Regions from separate parts of the Astyanax mexicanus genome. Here region 2 is linked to region 1. Evidence: chromatin contacts called from public Hi-C data. All regions are on one chromosome and are shown on one strand. Each heading gives the region's core, a stretch centred on a gene start, on an enhancer-like site or on the middle of the called end of the contact. The rest is flanking DNA. Distances are from core to core; before and after follow the strand shown. Region 1 holds the start of peak1 (pseudopodium-enriched atypical kinase 1). Region 2 overlaps peak1 (pseudopodium-enriched atypical kinase 1).

Evidence for each region. Hi-C and Micro-C count contacts between places; a contact is called where the count stands out from the background.
Region 2: a Hi-C map of muscle shows a contact between it and region 1, with 10 times the contacts expected there. The contact joins the enhancer-like site here to the promoter of peak1 in region 1. A contact is called at or near these places in 2 of 3 Hi-C or Micro-C datasets (both in muscle).

What each region holds. Positions count from the first base shown.
Region 1 is chr2:44,270,575-44,276,603 of AstMex3_surface, reverse strand. It overlaps peak1 (pseudopodium-enriched atypical kinase 1), which reads right to left and starts at 2,953. Exons shown (of 8, transcript XM_049474340.1): 1 at 2,584-2,953.
Region 2 is chr2:44,388,166-44,394,193 of AstMex3_surface, reverse strand. The region is part of intron 3 of peak1 (pseudopodium-enriched atypical kinase 1); the gene reads right to left. Among protein-coding and RNA genes, the nearest start is that of LOC125798981, 13 kb to the right of the region's middle. Within about 2 kb of position 1,928, the one cell type or tissue checked has an H3K27ac peak away from gene starts, as active enhancers do.

The sequences.
Region 1 (6,029 bases), core at 1,704-4,203:
TAAAAAGTGTTTTGCTCTTTAAAAGCATGTAGTTGCATCTTTATGCTATTACGCCGGTAATCTATCAGTGGCATATTATGATCTTAAATTTACAATAAAATATATTTTATAGCAATTATATCTGTGACAACATATACAAAATAAGTAATGACAAGCCTATTAGGACAATGTCTCAGTCTGCAGGAAAGTAGTTCTCCAGGAGAAGGACTGGAGACCCCCGCTCTGCCCATGTGCACAATAATTATGGTGAAGAATATGACCTAAATGAGTGATCACTCTTTCTCAAAGCCATGGTGAAGCAGCTCCACATAACATGGTAATGATGTAAACACCTGCATTAATCAGACCTGTCATAACACATCCATTCACATCATGACTCAGCTGGTAGACTACTAGCCGACGGCGACAATTTTCACACAGCCAGCTGAACAGTTCGCCGGTTTCTGAGAGTTTTCTGCAATTCCACTGACAGCCAGGTCTGGAGTGCAAGCTTAAATTTTTCTACTTTATTCACTCTCGAGCGCAAACAGCTTCAGGGGCGCTGGCATAACCACATAACCACCGTCTGTCATCAGCAGGCCTGTGCAGTTGACAGGTGCTGTGTCCTGATCAAAACAAAGACAGACAATCATTCAGAGAATAACATTACCAGCCCTCCCCTTCTGTAATGATGACAGACTGAGAAGACTGAGCCTTCTCTGGGCAGAATATGTGTATGAAAAGGACCTTTATGTGACTGGAAATCAGCATGATCTCATTTACTGTATCAGTTCTCTGGTCAAGAGCAGTCTTTCTCTTTAACATATGTCTGGGTGGGTAGGAGATTGAGTGAGAAGTACACTTGTTTCTGTAGGTTGGAGAATGGCTGAATGGTGAAGCAGGAAACTCTCGCACTGTCTTACTTCTAGCAAGCCATTTCATACCTAAATTGATACCAGCAATACAAGAATTAACTCAATAAAGTTATAACTAGATAAAACTAGACTTCACTAGCTATTTTCTCCCATTTTACAATCAAGCTATAAAGTATATACAACTAATAACAATAATATTAGACCTGATGATCTATGATGACTAGTCATATTACCAGGATGACATCAGTATTATAATTTTACTAGTCAGATTTTACCATTGATTTTCATGGGAATTAACTCTCTCTTTTATATAGTTACATTTTATTGGTAATGACTCCAGTCACAGATACAGTACCAGTCATAATATTGGATACAACTCTTCTTATTTAGTGTGTTTTCTTTATTTATTTGTATTATGTTTTACATTGTAAATCTAATATTGAATACTATATTAAAGCTATACAGGATATACATGCAGAATTATGTTACGAGAAAAAGTATTAAATAAACCAGAATATGTTTTATACTTTAGATTCTTTTAAGTAGCCACATATAGCTTTAATAGCAGATTTTCACTCTACTGGTATTTTGGAATAGATTTCTCAGCGTCTGGAAGGAGTTCCTGGAGGTGCTGAACAATAGTTGCTGCTTTTCATTCATGCTGTGCTCCAGCTTATTCGAAATCACCATCTCAGTTGGGTTTGGATCAGGGGGTTGTGGAGGCCAAACACTTAATTTATTTCCATATGTGTTCCTACAATGATTTCCACAATGGAGAAAATACATTAAATGAGGAAAAAACACTGAATAGGGTGTGCCCAAACTTTTGACTGGTAACCTACTGTATCTAAAAAGAATAATAATTCTATTCAAATAATTCTATTATAGAGATTTAAAACTGCACACATAAAAAATATTTTATATATAATGTATAAACTTCTGATGAGATCTGGTGAAAATTGTATTTTTAACATTGCAACATACAACTTACAGCAGTTAAAATTAAAAGTTGGCAAAGTAAGCTTTTTTCCTTTATTTTGCAGCCCTAATTTAACCATACTAGTCAGAATGACAGATTTACAGAGATGTGGACTGAGACTTTTTACCAGCCAGTATTACAGTGTAGAAATCTGGAATGACCATTTTTTACTAATTAAAGAGTGACTGTATATGTCTGTAACTGGAGTTTTCACTAGTAAAAATGTACGTACATATAAGAGAGACTGGAATTACTTGTTAATCAATAGTAGCATTAGATTAGTCAGAGTTAAGGATATGTGATCCTGATAGTTAATGTAACTGGTGAAAATGACAATGGTGAAAATGAAAGGTATGGAAGTAACAGTGAATGTGTCAGAGGTGATGTATCTAAAGAGAGAGTTTCTGCTGATAAAACCCGGGTTAGAACTTGTACCGCTGCTAGAATTTAGGCTGAAATTGTTCATCATTCTTCTCTATGCCCCCTGTGTTTGTCAGAGACTCGCTGTTAACTCTTTCTGCGCCACATCTCAGCTTGCTCCCAACACAGCTAGAAACGCCGCCAGAAACACAACCAGCAGCACAGCGGCGTCTTAAGGTTGACGAGGCTAAAGGGGCTAGAGACCGTGTGAAAACTAACTAATTAACTAACGTTAACCAACTGTGTCAAAAAGCCACACACACGAGCTCACAAACCAGCACAACACACATAATAAACACAAACACAGAGCTCCCAGCACAACACACTCACACGTACTCAGCAGAGGAGTCCTACTGTGTGTGTTGACACCGCGCAGAAACTTCGGGACGGAAGGGAAGCGGAATTCCAGTCCGCTCCAACTCGCAGAAGATCCGCCAACTTCAGTTTCAGCTCCTCGCCGTTAGTTTGGGTAGTTTAGTGGAGTTACTGAGGGAGTTACTCGGTTCTCCGGGGAGCTGCGGGGTGAGTGTCCGCGCCGCTCGCTCCTCCACAGCCTCCGCTCTCCTCACACGGAGCAGCTCCGGACCTCGGCTCGGACTCCCGGCGAGATTTCCACCGTTAAACTCGCCTCTGCTCGAGCTCAGCCTTCGGCGAGCGCGCGCTCTGACTCTCTCTCTCTCTCTCTCTCTCTCTCTCTCTCTCTCTCTCTCTCTCTTCGGCTCGCGCTCGTTCGCTCTCTCTCTCTCTCTCTCTCTCACGCGGGAGCGCGCATACGTAGCTGGGTGAGGGCAGGGCGGTCTCGCTTCGAGATTCATGCTGGAATGTCGGGCGCGCGCTCAGTGTTTTCAGTGGTCTGTTGTGTTAATGTTTTATACAAAATAGGTTTTTTTATATCTATTATATATAATGTTGGTTGCATATACTATTACAGAAAAAAATATTCTTTATTTATTTACATTTTGAAACAACATCGATCTCCGATGTGAGAATTGACTTATTTTGCAGTGTAGAAATGAGTATTTAAATAATACTTCTTAAAATTAATTTTTAATAAGTCTAATTATTGTTTGTGGTGAAGCAAAAGAGCTCAGCCAAACCATTCAAACCCTTTTACATGTACGCTGATTCAATGCCAGAATTTCAACACTAACCGAAGCCTGTTAGAAAATGTTAAATAAAATTGTTTTAAGGTTGTTTTCGTATCATCAACCTTACAGAATGTGTTTTTTTTACATGTTCTTTGCTATCAGGGTAGTGATTTGTAAATTTGCATAAAACACTGCCTTAAACAATTAATGCTACGTGTATAAAAATATTAAGTCTTGAATTATATTTTGTCAGGCACCGAGTGGTCCAGCGGGCTAAGAGCTGCCACTATGATCAGGAGATCGCCAGTTTGAATCCTGTTCATGTAGCTTGCCATCGGCTACCGAAGCCCTGAGAGAGCAAAATTGGCAGTGCTTTCTCTGGGTGGGTAGATGACTCTCTTTCCCCACATCACTCCTATGGTGATGTCGCTCAGCACAAGGCGTTTGTGAGCTGATGTATCGAAACCGTGTCGCTGTGCTTTCCTTCGAGTTCGCTGTGATGCTACTCGACAATGCTACATCAGCAGCGGTTCAAAAAGAGGCGGTGGCTGAATTCACATGTGTCAGAGGAGGCATGTGCATATGCTAGTGCTAATTACTAATAATCAGTAGTTTTTGAGTATTACTTAAATATCCATGATACATAATCAGAACAGTTTTTGAGTTTTGAGTAAGATGTCTCACAATGCAGTGAGAAACAGAAGTTATTACACACAATAAGAACTATATTAGAAAAATGGCAGATATGGCCTTTAGGCTTTAAAGGACAACTGATGTAACTTTTACAGCCAGCTGTGCGTGTTTCTTTCTATCTATATCCCCATATAGAAACCTCATTGGTGAATTAAGCATAATAAGAGGCCTATCAGGATGCTTTTTTGTTACCCTCTTACTATGTCTGTGCTTGTTTCTCTCTCGCCCTTTTTTCATGTGCACTTGTTCTTTCTCTTGCTCTAAAAGATTATTTCCAGGATATTCTATATAATTTGCAGGCATCAGGAAGACAATTTTAAATTGTGTGAGACTTCCTGAACTTTTGTGATAGGTCGGAGCTCTGCGTATAATAGTTTTATGAACCAATTTTGAAGACCTTACTGTTGTTTTTTAACAGTTGAAATGCTTTTTATAAAAAATCATAACTGCTGCTACATATCTGTTTTTAATGGACATAATTGTCACTAATGAGGACATTTAGTGGACAATTTGAACCTTTGGACAGAAGGTAGGAGGAAAAATGAGTGTTTAAAAGAACATGTGGACTATTAGCATGTAATATTTTATGGTGAGGAAGGAACTATCTAAATGGTTTTACATTTCTCTCATGTTTTTGAAGGGGATTCCTAGGCTGACCAGCAATGCGTGGGAGTTCTTCCAATTCTGCACATTCCTCAGATTTTTTACTGACTCTAAAGTGAACGAGGCATCTCTCTCCCTCTCTTTCTTTCTTATATCTTTCTTTTTTCTGTTTTTTTTTTCTATTACACTTACCTGCACACACATTTTATGTTGAATAAAGAGAACAGCAAAAGTAAACATATGAAAATTATAAAAATGCATTGGTACATGGTTGTGTTACTGGAGCCAATAAACTCTAAGCTCCTGTTGAATGTTGTATGTGATTCATAAAGCTCTCCACAAGAGGTAGCAGTTCTGCTAGTAGCTCTGGAACTGAAGAGTCAGCAGCTAAACCCACATAATCATACAAACAGTTAAACCAACATGTAAACTGGGTACCAGGTTATGAACATGTTATGTTGCTACTGAGGGATTTTTGGAACTGCAGAGCAATTCACAATTATTCCATATAGCAACCTAGAGGCTTAATGAGTTAAAGGGTTAATGGGTGCATATGTGGTGCCCATCAAATAAAAAGAGCAAAAGTCACTAAGAAAGAGTTATGAGCCCAATTCTGGATGACAGTTATTTTTTTTTTATCCAGCTCATTGTTGTGAAATGATTAACATTTTGTGTATGATCACTAGAACACAACCACTGATGCTACAGTTTAGTCGATTTTGGGCCAAAATGAAACTCTACATGAGCATTTCACATCATGAGCTGCCTGTGGTCCACATGTGACCTGGAGTTCAAATGCCATGACAGACCTATAACATGACAAAGCAGCTACAGCTGGGCCAGTTCTGGCCCACTGATTTGCAGCTAGTCCACTGACCCGTAAGTGCCTTAAGTGGATCTTAATAGATATCAGGGCAGACATGTGATCAATCACAACAGCAAAAATGGATGTTAATGGTTTAAACATAACTGGGTAAATAATCTAGACTACTTCTCTAAAACATGCTTTAACAGATCACTAAAAAATTGTTATTTAGGTACATGTAAATTGTATAACATGTAACTACTAACATTGTAAAAACTAAAAAACTGGTAATAATGTATAATGAATGTAAAATGTTTTCTAAAATAAAGAATCATTTCAGCTTAGAATAAAATGATGACAGTACACTGAGTATAAAAAATATTAATGACATTATGAATTTTATTTTTATTACTTTTTTTAAAATTAGCCAACTACATGTCTGTATTCAGTTGTAAGTAAAACACATTGTTGCCATAACATTACAATTCATGAACTACACAACATTTTAAATCGATATTTCTTTCATAATACATATATAAAAGTCCTGGGGATCATCAAGATGTGTTTTTGGTAAATGTTGGTAAATG
Region 2 (6,028 bases), core at 679-3,178, 120 kb before region 1:
TGGTCATCCTTGACCGGTTCACACACTCACAAATCCAAACCAATTCCACAGAGCTGGAGGGAAATCGAGTTCTGAATGAGAAATAGCGTTCTGGTGGGAGTAATAGCATGAGATGGGCTTCTCTCAGCTCATTTCCTGACACTGAACCAGCCACATCTTTTCACTGAAGAAAGAAAGAGAGAATCACAAATACACAGCAAATACGAGGGCGAGTTTATTTAACCTAGTAATGTTCTTCTCAACTTTTTGGTACAGCCCACAATCTGGTACTAACCCAGTTACTGTATTTTTAACATTATAAGACGCACCAGATTATAAGGCGTACTATTAACATACATAAAGTGCACCGGATTATAAAGCGCATTTTAAGAGACACTAATAGGAAATTCTAATTCAGCAGGTCTCACTGCTGGGTGGTGGTGTGGGGTTACTAGCTTAGCTTAGTAAAGCTAAGCCAAGTAAACAAAAGTGTAATAAAAAAAAAAATTATTTTAATATAAAATGAGCACCGGATGTTAATCTACACAGATTTCTCTCCTGACACTGTTTATTTGGGTGAGTAAAGCGCTTCCATTTATATTTACAGTAAGTTTAGATTACCGAAGCATTAGCATTAGCAGCTAACAGCTCCAGCAGTGCTAGCTGGGGTTAGGAGCAGGCTACAGGCCAATAATACTTACCTCTGAATGGGGAAATAGCTAGCGCGGTTAGCTGCTAATGCTAATGCTACTCCAGTCCCGATGCTGGAGAACTAAACTGAAACTCTTGTATTACACTGCAATTTGGTGGAGTGGCAACCTGACTAGTAAAATTCATACATAAGAGGATTATAAGGATAATAATGCACACTGTTGATTTTTGGGACAATTAAAGGATTTTAAGTGTGCCATATAAATGCTAAATTACAATATTACAGGATTAAAGTATAAGCCATAATTATCATAATTTTTTTTGGGAAAGAGTGTGAGTCTGCTTGAGCAAATCACCTCAGCTGTCTCAAGTCTAAAGGATGCCTAAAGCTGGGCGATATTACCTCAAATCAATATTCCAACCCTCAGGACAGAGAAAAAAAAGAAACAGATCATTTTCACTATTCCTGCTTGATCATCCTTGTCCAGTTCACACACTTACGAATCAAACCAAACCAATTCCACAGAGCTGGAGAGAAAATAGAGTTCTAAATGAGAAATAGCATTGTGGTGAGAGTAATAGCATGAGATAAACATTTAATGTTCTGCTCAACTTTCTGGTAGCATCATAGTTACTAGATCTTATTAAATTATTTGCTGAATAGGATCCAGCCTGGTTGTGCGCCTTCAACATAATTTGGTACAGGCATGCTATGCAAAAAATAATAATAAATAAAAAAATAAAATAAAGGATATTACTTCATACATATGGATCTGTTTGATGGAACCGTTGCATATTTGTACAGTATGTTAAATAGCTGTGTAATGGCAAGAACTTGGAAATACAGTATTTATTACAATACAGCCATTAAAATTCAATATATCACAATAGATTACAAATGTTCAAAATTAAAATCTAAAACAAAAATAAAAGATTTATATTTAATATTGCTCCAAACACTATGCTCTCCACTGTTTACCTGTGGGCCAGTCAACACCATCACAAGATGACAAAAAACGCTCCACTCATGGCGTGGTGGAGTGGGTGGGGTAGGAGACAGAAGGAGGGAGGGAGGGAGGGGGAGAGGGGGGTGTTAGATCATAGAATACAGGCAATAAAAGGTGGACAAGGCTGTCAGACAGGGTCAAGGTGGTCAGATCCTGTTCTGAGAATATCATCACGTAACACCCTGTTCAGCTACGAGCAGACACAATACACCAGGAACACCCATTACAGGGCACTGACCTGACACACACACACACACACCCACACACCCACGTCCACCCACTCCAGCGGCTGGGGAACAATCACACTGACTCACCACTATATCAATCAAACACCATTACTAACAAGTCTCCTTACTAACACACACACACACACACACACACACACACACACACACACGCACACACATACACATACACACACACTCTAAATCAGTAGTACAGGAAAAGGCTTCAGTATGAATGATCTAATAACCACATGGCCCAAAATGGTCAAGGCTGCCACAGGAAGTGCCACAGAGACCCACCTGGACACAAGCTAAAAACAATCTACCTCACATTCCTTCTTTCAGTTTGGACACAAACCTCATTTTATCAACAAAAAAAAAACAAACAAAAAAACTTTTTTTAAATACCTGTAGTCGCTGCAGAATGTCACATACAAAAAACAGAGCAGAACCAATTATATCTCCTTATTTACATGAGTTAAACATACAACCATCTCTCTATTATATCAAGTAGACAAAAATCCACTCTGGACTACAGCTTCTGAACCTGGTTTGAACAGAGGAAACTAAACACAATACACAATAGCCCACTTGGGTCAGGATAATTTACTTATCGAGGAGAACCCATTAACCTGAATAAGGCCAATGCCAACCTTGTTTAAAAGAGATTTTATTTTCTGTATGTTTTTTTGGATATTATAAGGATTATAGGGTTTTAAAACACTTTGTGATTTTTTTGTAATTATCAGTAACATTTATTGCTTTTTAAAAGGGAGTACATTTATTCATCATACTGTTAAAATGACGATTTGATTAAAATGATGATGATAAAAATCATTTATCGCTGTCAGCTGTCTCAGGTCTGAAGGGTGCCTAGAGCTGGGTAATATTAACCTTAAATCTTTCTCAATTAACTCAATCTAATCTAGATTAAAGAACAATATAAGATTTTTGTTACATTGTTGGTTTTAAGTCACAGACTGGAAGGGCCAGATTCAGTAAACACACGGTAGAATGTTTTTAAAGGGAAAAGTAGATGAAAATCCAGTGGAGAAAAGTATTAACAGAATAAAAACATAAAAACAAAGTCATATAGTTTGATTACAAATTTTGCATGTCAGTTTTGATCCATTTGCAATGAATAGCCCAGCGCTAGAGGTGCATTCTCCACTGCACATAATGCATGTTTTAACTTTGGGCTCATACAAGGACACTTTGCAGCTGTTGAATGTTTGGCACTTTCAGTTCTTGGGTGCTTTTAGTTGTGTCTTTTGGCTCGTCATCCTTTTGGTACCATGGCTGCGCTTTAAAACAGAGCTTTATGATACTGGGCAGTATATTTCACTCCAGAAAGTCTTCAGAGTCTTGAGATTTCATTGTGCACTGAACAGATTTAAGGCATTCCATGCCAGATGCAGCAAAGCAGCCCCAAATCATAACTGGTCCTCCTCCAACTTTCACAGTATGTACAATGTTCTTTTCTTTGAAAGCTTTCATTTTTGTCTGTGAACAGAGCTGATGTTACTTGCCAAAAACCGCCAGTTTTGTCTCAACTGTCAAAAGCACATTTTCCCTGAAGAGTTGTGGCTTATCAATATGCATTTTATAAATTCCAGTCTGGCTTTTTTGGGTTTCTTTTAACAGTGGAGTCCTCTTGAGTCTTCTTTGGAGCTGGTTGCTCAAAAAGTGATAGATATACACTGCCTGGCCAAAACAAAAAGTCTCCACCTTGATTTAAGTAAGTAAATGATGTGGGGTTGATGCTGCAGTTGGTCAGGTCTAGGTTCAGCAAAAGTATGTGCTGAAAGAATGAGGTCACTATACTGAATATAGACCAGGTTATTCCATCAATGGATTTTTCTTCCCTGATGACACGGCCATATTCCAAGATGACAATGAAAGGATTCATGGGACTGGAATTGTGAAAGGGTGATTCAGGGAGCGTGAGATCATCATTTTTACACATGGATTGTTCACCACAGAGTCCAGACCTTAACCTCATTGAGAATCTTTGGGATGCTCTGGAGAAGACTTTGTGTAAAGGATTTTTACTAAATACCAGTAATTTTCACATTTCCACAAATTGGATTTAATAGAGTTAATGGAAGCATTTAAACAAATGCTACAAAAAGAAGAAGCAAGAGTTTTTGATTGTGGCTTTTATAAAGTGTTCCTCATAGCAGTTCATGTTTGTTTTAAGAAATTTCTTACTCTGACAGGTCAATAACATTTTTCATCACATTGCAGGCACAGCTCTGGAAAAGAAACCACTTCAGTTTCTGAATCAGTTTCTCTAATTTTTATATTTATAGGTATATGTTTGAGTAAAATAAACATTATTGTTGTATTTGGTGGAATAACCATGGTTTTTTTAACACAGTTTTCATGCATCTTGGCATGTTTTCCTCCACCAATCTTACACACTTGTTTTGGATAACTTTATGCCTGCACTCCTGGTGCAAAAATTCAAGCAGTTCAGCTTGAATGGTTTGATGGTTGTGATCCTCCATCTTCCTCTTAATTATAATCCAGAAATTTTCAATTTGGTAAAATCAAAGAAGCTCATCTTTTTAAATGGTCTCTTAATTTTTTTTTTGGGAGCTGTATTTATCTGTGCAACACAGCGAATAAAAGCCTTTTGTGAAATATCACTGTATAAACACCACCCTGTAATCTCTGTGTTGGATCACTTTGTATAACTTGTAGTGTTTTGTGACATTTTATATTGGTTTGTACTTTTAGACTTTTAGAACATTTTATGCTGTATGTAATGTTCTATTATCTATATATTTGTCACTTCAATTATCATCTGATTTCAATGACAAGATTGTTTAAACAGTGGTGCTCATAGAGAGGTAAATACACCGCTGTCCTTATCAGCAGACACACAAACACAGTCTAAAAGAAGTGTGTGTGTGTGTGTGAGTTTATGTGTGACGTATGTGTGCTCTTAGCGACACCCATTGACTCTCACCTTCCTGTTATCTCTGCCCCTGAATCTCCACCCACAGGAAACGCATCACTCAGTGTCCAGCACGAAGGGAAGTTCGAGGCATTATTCTCTAGCCTTTCAATCCCTTCAGCCGCTCTTGTCTCTCCTGTTTTTTTTTTTGTTTGTTTTTTTTATTCCTTCCTGACCAGAACAGCATGACATATGACCGCCTCCTGTCTCCTGTTTTGGGTGCTGCTCACACAAAGCTCTCCCTCTTTAGTTGTTTGGCCTTTTTTGGCCTTTCTCTGGGTACCAGATGTGGATGGATGCCTCGTGTCATTGCTTACTCTGATGAGCATTGAGTTTGTAAACAGCCAGTCAAGAGAACAAAGAGTGTTCTTGTAGTGTTATATAGAGAGAGTGTGCGCGCTGGATAGAGACAATAGTGAAAAACAACTTCACTGTCTCACAAGCTGCAGAGAAAGACACTTCTGTTCTGAGTTCATCCAAGGGTTAGCATGCTTCTATCCCCTGAGGCCTACTCCAAGAACTATAACCGCGAAAGGGCCTCACAAACACAGAACAGTTTAAATATTACTGTGCAATACGTCTATATCTATATGTAACTGCATCTGCATATATCTTGTGTATATCTGAGTATAACTTTTCTGTTATCTGTTGTCTGTTAACAGCTCCTTCAGATTCAAATCATTGTGATGCTTTACTGACTTGCAACAATTAAAAAAGCATCTCTATTATTGCTACTCCAGGCTTGGAACACCACAAACTGCACCACAAACTAACTTTGGTGAAGTGGGCAGGACAAATTGTTATGGGAAACACATAATACACTGTAATTCAAATCCTACTTGTGTTGTAAAATCCTATAATATTCCTCTAACCAGAAAGCACACATGCTTCTTTCTGATATTTCTGTATCTCTCAGCTTGCCCAGAAAAGCATGTGCAAAGTGCAAAGTTCCTTTTAGACTCTAGTGGGAGCTCACGCATGGGAAATACAGATTTCTTAACCATTGTCTATTTGTATTGCAGGCTTTAATCTGTTTATACTGTAAATAACATTTAACTATTTTTATTACAGGCTTTTGATCATTGTTGTCGTCTGTTCACACTTTGATTATTGTCCATTTATTTTATTATATATTATTGCTGTAATCTATTTACACTTTAATAACTGTAAATCTATTTGTATTACATGTTTATCATTGTTATGGT